Linked DNA regions of Mus musculus: region 2 is linked to region 1. A link is a contact called in public promoter capture Hi-C data. All regions are on one chromosome and are shown on one strand. Each heading gives the region's core, a stretch centred on a gene start, on an enhancer-like site or on the middle of the called end of the contact. The rest is flanking DNA. Distances are from core to core; before and after follow the strand shown.

Region 1 (5,086 bases), core at 927-3,426:
CTTCAATCAAGGCATCTTTCTTATGAAGGACAGAACAGCCTTTTAATTGGATCTGTTCTCCTGGCCATGTTAATTCTCCTAAGGTAAGAAACAATTTTAAGTGTTTAATAAAACAAAATTTAGAATAATAAACAAACATTAAATAATTAAATATAAATAAATAAATAATAAAAACTGTTTATTTTAATTAACACCCAGACATTCAAGCTGAGTGATATTAATCATAAATTGTAGAGAATGGGCATGCACACACATATTTATACAAACATTTCTTATTTAAGTATTTAAATATTTGACATAATAAAAGCCAACTGTCACCTAGTCCTTTATGGTAGCAGCAGCTACTCTAACAACCTATACTAATTGATGTAAAATCAATTTAACCTATTAGGTCTTGTACTAGACTTTAACTTGTATTCGTAATAGAATTTGTTGCGTAATTTGTAAGAGTAGCTGAAACAGTATACATGGAGACTGGTCCAGAGTCTGCGGATGTGAAGGAGTTGAGAGAGGGTCACACTCAGGCAGCCTGAGTGGGCAGTGTGGGCACACACAGTCTGCTCTGTCTTTTCTGAGCTCTTGGTACTATAAAATGCCAAGCCTAGTTTGGGTTCCAATTAATACTTATCCTTCAATAGCTAGCAGGCTTTGTGATATGTTTCTCTAATCCCCCTCCTCGATGGCCTTGATTAAGGATTGCACTTAACTGTGAAATGGTATTATTAAGTTGAACTGGGGCCTCATGTGATCTTTTCAGACAGGATGTGGTATGGGATGCTAGGTAGGAGAAAAATAAGTAGAAAAGAGCCATCTACTACTTCCCAGGTATTATTTATGGCATATGCAACTCCATTATCTTCTCATTTGGTATCATAAGTGGCATAGCTCCTGGCTTAAAGCACCCTGTACAAATGGTATAGACTCTGGCCAGGGGGATAACAAGCAGAGGCATAAGGTAATAGCAGTCACTAGACCAGAAATGATATTCGTAAAAGGTTAATAAAATATGCTGCAAGAAAGAGGCAAGCAGACTCTCAAAACACCCTCTTAAAAGGGAATGTGTGTCTAACTAAAACCGATAAGAACAATTACTGGCCTTAACGCTCCTGCTTTGTCTATAGATATGCGGGTACTCCACTTGCTTGTTAAATAATATGGTTTATAGCTATAACTGTCTTTTGAGAGTGGCCCTTGGAGGTGAGCTATCTGGGCCAAGTTACTCTTGAACGTATGTGTGAGACCTCCCAGGTACTGGTTCCAACTGCCAGCTGTCAAAGTCTGATTACTCAGTCATGAGGAGTCGCTGTACTTTCGGCCTCTTTGTGTCTAAAATTAACGGGGTTGTTTGTTTGTTTTACAAAAGTACAAGAGGTGCCTCTGACCTCCAATAAGTTAAGAGCCTTCTCCTAATAAAACAGGAAATTTTGTTTACAACCAAGAGGCTTGAAATGGAAAGAAATAGAACACATAAAGGCAATATCCACTGGACAAGTGAATAACTGGCTGGCTGCTTGTTACAAGATACAGGAAAATAACCCGAAACTCCTACCTGCCCACAGACAAACCTGACTGAACTACATTTTACCTCTCCAGGCAGAGGTACTTCCCTTGCCCGTGTGCCCACCTCCCCTTCCCAGTCACCTTCTTGGTCACCTTTCCTAACTTCCAGCTTAAATCTCCACCCTCAGATTTCTCTTCGCAGGGCTTATAAAAGTTCTGGGTCCGGTGAAGGTCATGGATCTCTTTAGAGGGCATCTGGCTTACCTTTCTCATGCAGCTCCAAGTGAGGCGAATTCCTAGAATCCTAGCACCAGCAGCGACTCAGCTCTCCAGACTCCTCTCAGAAAGGCATAGGTGCTGCACTACTCCACTAGACTAAAGTCAGGGAGAAAAAGCACCTGGACTTTGAGGCAGTTTAGGTTTTGTTTCCTGAGTCTTTAGATTTCCTTTTCCTGACTGGAAAGATACGCAACCAAATTGAAACCCTGTCTGAGTTCTAAGTCCTTTGAGAATTGTTAGCTGCTCCTGGCAGAGGCTCTCAGTAGAAATGAATATCTGGTCTGTGCACAGTTCTGGAACGCCAAAGGAACACTTACTGGCATTCCCTTTACTCTGACCTCCACTGCATTCTTCAAATGCTGGCACTGATTCAAAAGGAGACTCAGGAATGCTTTCCCTTCCTTCTTGTTTTGTTTTGTTTTGTTTTGTGTTAGGAGAGTCAGAGTGCATATCCCGATAGTTCTCAAATGCCTAACTTCTTCTACTGAGTACCAGCAGGAGCCGGTAGGACCACCAATATTATTTTTCCTTATTATATTTTTGTCACAATCTTGGGACAGTTGTTCACATTCAGGTGAATGAGCCTCTTTGAGACGGAGTCTCCCTATGACTGTTATGGGTCTGGGGTCACTCCGAGATTCACCACCACCACAGGTAAGTTTTAATAAGAGGCTTTATTAAATACTGCCACTCGATATTCATGGCACCAGAACGGCAACCCAGAGTGCTCTCCAGATGCAACAGCTAGTCATATCAAGCCAAACCCACAAGACTGCTTGTGTTTTGTCTACCTGGAGGCAGAGTCTAATTTTAACATATATGTCTTGTAGATGTTCTAGTCATTGAGAAGAGTATGCAAGCTTGAGTACAAAAGCTGGAAATAGTCTCTTTAGTAGGTCTCAAACCAGAGACAAAGGGCTGAGTTCCATTAACATATGAAATTGAATGCTGGCTACCTGGTTCTCCCTGCATCCCTCACTCCCTACCCGTTTCAGGGCCTGACTGCCATATTTGGTTTGGTACCCTAAATTCTCCTCCAGCCAACAGGCTGGGCTGCTCTTCCCTATAAAATCCAATCATGTAAGTTACCTGGATGTTTTTTTGGTTTGCCTTGCTTTTTGTTTGGTTTGTGGTTGTTGTTTTTTAGGTGTTTTCCTTGTTTGTTTGGTTTGTTGTTGTTGTTTTGTTTTGTTTTTTGGTCTATCCTTTACCCTCTTGGCCAGTCTCTTGTCCCCGGCTATCCCCTCCTTAGTTGGCAGACCATCTCTTATCTCCCTTCTACTGCCTTCCTCTTCCCCTCCCCTCTCCTCACATGGCCCAGCTCAGCCTGTCTGTGTGGTGCACTCTGGACTCTCCCTTTTCAGTGCTTTCGTGACCTCTCAACCACAGTAAAGTCTAAACTTTAAGTGTACTTGTTAATCATCAGACACCTCACTTCCTGAGTTCGCTTTTCTTTCACACAAAGCTGGACTGTTTCTCCTGCCTCCCTTCACTGCTCCCCACAAAATGACTACAGAATTTTTAAAAACTCCTCAACAGATAAAAATTCTAGAGAGGGACTAGTAGAGCTCCTGATAGGCAGACAAAGGGGGGGGGGGAGCGGGGGAGCCATGACTACATAATGAAAGGCTTCTTCCTCACCCTTGATCAGAGGTGAAAACCAGTCAGCCTAAACCAAGGGCCTCAAAGAGGGTTTCTCCTCTCCTTAGCCTCTCATCCCCTCACCCCTGCTGATGGATTCTCTGGACAAGTTCACCAGATCAGATCAGGCCATGTTTATATAACAGTTGTGGACCGATCCACCATCCTGTCTATCTTTAAAATGACAAGCCCTGAACTAGGGGAGGAAGACTCTTCAGGGGAAAAAAAAAAAAACCAAACAACAAAAACGAGCTCTTGAGAAAAGTGGGTTTTCAACTTGGGCATCCCCTTCCCCTCCTGCTTTTCCAGGGTCTTTTCTTTCCTCTGTGTGTCTGCTCCAAATCTATTTTCCTTACCCCCAGTACAGGCCTCTCCTCAAGGGCTGCGTCCAGCTGCTTTCTGGAGATTTTTCCTTTTTGTACTTGTCAAGCTTGAAATTTTTCCTGCTATTTCATTCTTTTTTTTTTAATTAGATATTTTCTTTATTTACATTTCAAATGTTATCCCCTTTCCTAGTTTTTCCTCCGAAAATCCCCTAGCCCCTCCCCCTCCCCCACCCACCTATCTCATTCTTTAACTGGCATAGAAAATGGACCCCATGGAGAACCCTAGATGGAAACAGTCGTCCATAGCCACGGTACAGATGCTACTGCAGAAGGAAGGACTGAGTGTGCTCATAACTGACAGATGGAGAAGATGGCATACACACCATTTTAGAACTAGGCCTGACTTCAAAAGGAAAGCCATGCATTCCAAGAACAAGGCCATAAAATCCCCCAGGCAAACAGCGTGGGGATGACCACAAGGATGGAGATATATCTGTGCTGGGCAGCCTTATATGCTGTGTGTATCTCATTCTGGGGTTAAACATTCATGACACAAGAATGCAGTCCACTAACCACCTGGTCACAAGCCAGTCACAAACCAATCCATGTAACATCCCCAACACCCACCATTGAGGCTTTAGATTACCTAACACTAGCGAAAATTCCCCTAGAAAAGGGCCTGCATACCTTTGTCTGGAGTCAACTCTTTTTCTTTTTCCTTTCTTTTCTCTTCTTTTTTTATTTTTTGTAAGTGGCTGACCTCTGCATGCAGGCTTCTTGCTCTCTAGAAATAATAACACTCTTGCCAATTGCATCTGTGAGTGGTGGTCTCCGTGTAGCACTTTTGGACTTAACAAGACCTTAGCCAAGGATGTAGCTGAATTGGGAGAGTGCCCATCTCTCCCAAAGGTCCTGGGTTCTACCGGCAACACCCAGAGGTGGAGAAAACTGTAGGCAAGGGCACAGGGAAAGCACAGAACTCCATCACTTTGTAGGTAGAGGGGTTTAACGGGGAAATCAAACTTCCAGGTATGTCTTTGGAAAATTCCAAAAGCAAACGGGAGAGTGAACCTTAGGAGTTTGGAGGACAAGGCTTGTGAGCCAGAATAGCCTGGGAATTAGAGCAGGGCACAGGGACAAAGGAGCCCTGACAGCCTAAGAGCTAGATGGGGACTTTGGTCATCTGCAGGTTTGTTTGGGTTAATCAGGAACTAGAGGACCAGTTAGTGCGTGAATGAGGGAAGGAATTCTCTTCCTATCAAGTAAAATGCAGGCCCTTCCCAAGAATCTAGAACTCACAGCAGGCTACGGACTGCTGACTTTGGAGTTTTGTTTATCCA
Region 2 (5,086 bases), core at 1,276-3,775, 99 kb before region 1:
TTCTTTATCCTTTTGAGCACAGGCATTGCAAGTGCTTTGGTACCCCTGGCTGCTAGCCATTTCCTTTGTGGTCCCACCCCCCTTTTTTTAAATGTGTTTTGGAAATGTGTTCTTATCTTTATCACTTAATTTGAATTACTTTTAGGTGGACTGTACATTTATGTCTGAAATTTGTTTTTTTTTTTTTTTTTTTAGTCTTCTCGTGTAAAAGTTATTTGTTAGGATAGAAATTTTGCTTCTTGATCAGATGTGTAGCCTGCATTCTACCTCTGTTATTTGCTTTTTAATACTTGGTGTTATGACTTGTTTGGAAGTGGAGACATAGAAAAGATCGGAATGGAGGACTATGCTGCTCTAGGAAGTACACACTTCAAATGACCTTTGGAAGCCATACGCTGTCTCCAGCTGCCCACTGATCCAAGGTGCCCTTCTCTGTGCTTGTTTTGTATTTACCCTTTGATTTACTTTTTGTGTTAGCTAATCTGCATTAGCTCATTCATTTTCTAGTTTTCTTCAATAGCATTTTCAACTATACCTTCTTTCTCTTTAGGTGTGCATCACAATTATGAAAGGTAATAATTGGATTATTATATATTTTGATTTTTAAAATTAAGTCCTTTTAATTCCTAAAATACTTACGTGTTTCTATATGTAGAAAACATTTAAAACGTTAATCTTTATTTAACTTTTAATATAGTCTGTGACAACCAATATATGAGTGGTACCAGTTCCCTAGAGTTTATGGTGACATGCTTCTTCTTGGCTCTTTATAAGACACACACACACACACACACACACACATTATATATATACATTGTGCGTTGAAAAATAATTAATTATTTTCTGCTATCTAGCTGTGTTTGGTATAAAATTCTACATATGCTCCCTAAGTCAGTATTGTTGACTTTGATGTTCAAATTTAATAATAATTTGAACATGTGATATTATAATTTGATTATTTTAGCTCTTTTATCTGATGAAAGTTAAAGATGTCATAAAATTTCTAACTACGTTGATGACCTTGTCATCTTCCAACATCTATTGTCATAGTGTGAGGAGGTCTTAGGGACATGCTCATTTAAAATTGCTCTCAATTCTTGTTTCAATAGAATGTTTACCATAAGAACTCTAATGTCATGACTGTGCTTAAATGCTCTTCTTTCGTCTAATATCTATTCTTGTTCCACCGACTACTTTAGTTTTATTTTTTGTCTTATATTTTGCTACCATATTCTTCCTTTAAATTTTTTTATCATATTTTAGGCACTCCTGATAAAGCACCTATGTATTAAAAAAAATGCTGGGAGCAGGAAGGCAGAGAGCACAGAAGCCAAGAACATGTGTTGCCTTTTAAAAGAACCAGGGCTGGAATCCCAGCGTCAACATGGTGACTCACAACCGTCTGTAACTCAGTTCCAGAGCATCTGATACCCTCCTCTGATTTGCAAAGGCACCAGACACACACATTTTACACATATATACAGGCAGCCAAAATACTCATAAGCATAGAATGAAGCCCATTAAAAAACAATTCTAAAACCTCGAGTGAGAATAAAAATCACAGCGTGAGTAAATGGGGAGGTCATGAAGTCCCGCCCCACCCCACCCCACTCCCCACCCCACCCCCACGAGCTCTGGCTGAAGAGTTAGTTGCAATGAAGTTTCTGGGAGAGGGGAGGTCCACTTTTTTCAAGGTTGTCTTTTAGACGCTTCCAATGGTCCAGTAGATGGCTCCACAACCATGTACATACCCGCAACACTAAGGTTTTAAAAAAGAACACATGAAATTGGGCGAGAATAGCAGTGGGGGGCATAGGGAAGAGACCGGGTGGAGGAAAGAAAGGGGGTTCTTGATTAAAACACATTATAAGCACACACGAAATGTTCAAAACACAAAAATTTAACAATCTAACAATTGCTATCCAAAGCCAATAATAGTTCCACAGCCAATGCTATTAGAGCCTTGGCCTTTAGAAGGCAATTAGAATCTGAGTCTCAACCTCCCCCCCCCCCACACACACACACAAAGAATGGGACAAAACTCTAAAATCCACCCCCAGTAGTCTGGCTAATTGTCCTTCCCACTCATGATGCCATGGGAGGACCTCCAGTTTGCTGTCACCAGGAGCCGTCATTTTTATGATGCTGCTGGGGAAGGAAATGCTGAGCTTCTGCTATAAAGTGCCCACTCGCCTACCGTAATCTTGTACTTTCAAAGATAGCCTGACCTCTTCCTCTCTGAACAGTTACGTAAGTGTCTGGTCAGTCAAGAGATAAAATGTAAGCTGAAATAGGAAACATGTGTTAAAGGTGCAAGAGCATGTGGTTATGCTAGGAAAGTATTATGAAGCCAATGGGGGGGGTGCCAAAGGGCATAGTACACTGTGAGAACCGGGGGAGAGGAAAAGAGGGAGGGTGAAGGGATGAAGGAGTGGGGGAAGGGAGGGAAGACAGAGACTGGATAATGTGTTAAGTACAAAGGCCAGCATTCAGAGTTGCTGGAGAGAGTGTGGTAGCAGCTGCCAATGGTCGACAAGCTAACTAAACCACATGAATGTGCACTTGGCACACAAGACGACAAATCTTTGCACCATAGGCAAGCCCTTCCTGAGACTGGCATACAATTAGACTTTAGCTTCCACTGTGGGGTACGAGGCCTAGAAGATGTCACACCCATATAAAAGGGACTAGAGGAAAACAACCTTTAATGTAAGTATGTCATACATTATGGGGGCACCGTAAAGACGCCAGTGAAAAGGAGGAATCTCCCCCCAGTTCCTCCTGCCCCTGCAGCATGGCTGATAAACTGTGTTTGTGTCAAACAATTTTCACTAGAGTTTTTCCCTAGCACTACATTGGGCCTGGAGAGCCCCTACAGAACCTTGTAGCCCTGGCCCTCAACCATCCCATGAACTACTCCTTATGTGTTAATGTCTATTCTAGCTGTACTTGGTCTGTGCTTATAAGGTTTACCTGTATATATGAGGTTTAGCTTCTATTACTCTCCCTACCTGGACACATGGTTGAAGATCCCCTAGGTACATGACTGAACACAGTCTATGGAATACTTAGAATAAAATATGGTCTCTTCTCTCTCCTCTCCCCTTCCTTCTCTTCCCTTCATCACTCCTTCTCTCCCCACCTCCTCCCTCTGCTACCTGCTTCTCCTCTCCCCCTGCTCCTCCTCTGCTGGTATGCTGTGCCCTTTCTTATCTTTGTCTTTATAGCTTCATAATACTTTCCTATGACAACCTCATGGTTCTTTATAATGTCTTTCCTGTTTTTGACTACACTGAGATTTATTATCTTGATTGCAGAGAGGCAGGCTTAACAGCCGTAACTGGAGTAAAACTTTCACCCACGTAGTACTGTAGCAGCAGAGCTCTTCCGCCAGAAAGAAATTTCAAGGACACCGTGAATTTTAGGAGCTCCTAAGGAACAACAGTGCTGGGATACAAAACCTCTGGCAGCCAGCAGCAGTCAACCTAGGGAAATTTTCTGCAGATGCTAGGTGATGCAAGAACTAAGGCTATGGAGAGGTCAACACTCCTGACAGCACAGGAAATTCTACTTTTCAAGGCATTGACAACATTTGTTACCATCTCCTGAAATTAAGTATCTTTTTAAATAGAAAAAAAATCAATTGAAGAAGAATTAGTATTTCAAAGGAATAAAGCAGAGCTCTTTAAATGCACAGGTAATCAAATAAAAATGTATACCTATGTCATTAAGTTCTTTTTATGAGAAGTGAAAAAGATTAAAATCCAATGATAAAATTTCAATATAATACCCTGAAAACAGTTATAGAGGAAAAAATAATAGAGTAGAAAGAAATCACTAAAATTTGTGCTGAACAGCAACAAGTAGAAAATAAGTGAAGCAAGAACCAATTATCTAAAAAAAAAAAAAATCAATACATTCTATTAAAGTAAGCATGAAAAAACCCTAAATTCTAGAAATGATAAAGAGGTTATTATTGCATATGTTCTAAACGCATGAACAGCAAATACGCCAACAATGTTATACAATGAAAACAGAAATATACAGTGAAACTATTTGTAAATGCAAATTGTAGAAACATGCTTACCTGAAAAACCTGTAGCGGGAATTTTGGTATCTTTAAAATTCCCAATTATTTTATGTGAATGTTTTTGTTTTAATCCAAGGTGTGGGATCTGGGTTGTTTCAGTTTGTCTACAACCATTAACTATAATTGGCTCTAAGGGAGCATGATTTTTGCCAGCTGCAGATAGTTTAATTCTGGGGAGGCTGGAGAGAGTTTAAATGTGAGAGCCCTGAGAGGACCTGCTGCTCCCCCTGCTCCTGGTTGCTGTTATTGAGGATTGAAGAAAAGAAGTTGGAGGTATCCTGAAGAGGAGGATTGGAGTTGCCAGGAACCCAATTCAGGGGCATTAATTAGCAGGAAGTAGTCTAAAGAGATCTATGTCCCCTTATCCCTCTAACCTTCTTTCTCTCCTACCTAGTGTTGGGGGACCTGGAAGGGATGAGGGTGAAATAAGGGTTGAAGGGTGAGAGATATAATAACCCAGAAAAGTAGCTAAAACAAATATGCCAACAAAACCCTGTTTATTCATATATTTTAAAGGGTTGAGTTTAACGCTAAAATCCAGGACATATACACTCTCATACACATACATGCAAACATACAAAGAAAGACATAGACATTCATATATACTCACACACTCATTCACACTTACACACAATGCACATACATATATGCATACCCATGCACATAAACACATTCATTTACCTCCCAACACATGTGCACACTTACACACACACACACACATACACCTAGAGCTATACCAAGCATATGCAAATGTGTATACATCATGAATATGCATGCTAGAATATGATTTACTTATCAGTTACTTTTTGTAATCAACAGTATACTTCGTAGATACCTGTGACCATACTATAGAGCTATAGCATTCCTTTAAGTACCCCCTTACATGGCAAAGTCATTGTTTAACCCAGGATCTACTTAATTTAAACTTGCAGCAGAATAGCTTGTGAGCTTGATCTAACGCAGATTGCCAACACTCTTTACTGGATCTTCTGGCTC

The links. Promoter capture Hi-C pulls out the DNA fragments that hold promoters and counts their contacts.
Region 2: a contact with region 1 is called in a promoter capture Hi-C map of the HPC-7 cell line. The contact joins the enhancer-like site here to the promoter of Plscr2 in region 1. A contact is called at or near these places in 11 of 39 promoter capture datasets (the 3T3-L1 cell line, 3T3-L1-derived adipocytes, the C10 cell line and 7 more), 2 of 15 datasets of contacts at CTCF or cohesin (CD8 T cells and the G1E-ER4 cell line), 20 of 484 Hi-C or Micro-C datasets (the 63-12 cell line, the AML12 cell line, the Ba/F3 cell line and 15 more), 7 of 115 datasets of contacts at active chromatin or transcription factors (CD8 T cells, the HPC-7 cell line, bone marrow-derived dendritic cells and 4 more) and 4 of 9 other capture datasets (adipose tissue, liver, macrophages and 1 more).

The regions. Positions count from the first base shown.
Region 1 is chr9:92,272,692-92,277,777 of GRCm38.p6, reverse strand. Plscr2 (phospholipid scramblase 2) reads right to left here and starts at 2,176. Exons shown (of 8, transcript NM_008880.3): 1 at 1,765-2,176.
Region 2 is chr9:92,372,235-92,377,320 of GRCm38.p6, reverse strand. No RefSeq gene overlaps it. Among named protein-coding and RNA genes, the nearest start is that of 1700057G04Rik, 65 kb to the right of the region's middle. Within about 2 kb of position 2,525, at least 88 of the 459 cell types and tissues checked have an H3K27ac peak or open chromatin away from gene starts, as enhancers often do. A contact at or near this core is called in the 63-12 cell line, the AML12 cell line, the Ba/F3 cell line and 11 more, where this site is marked.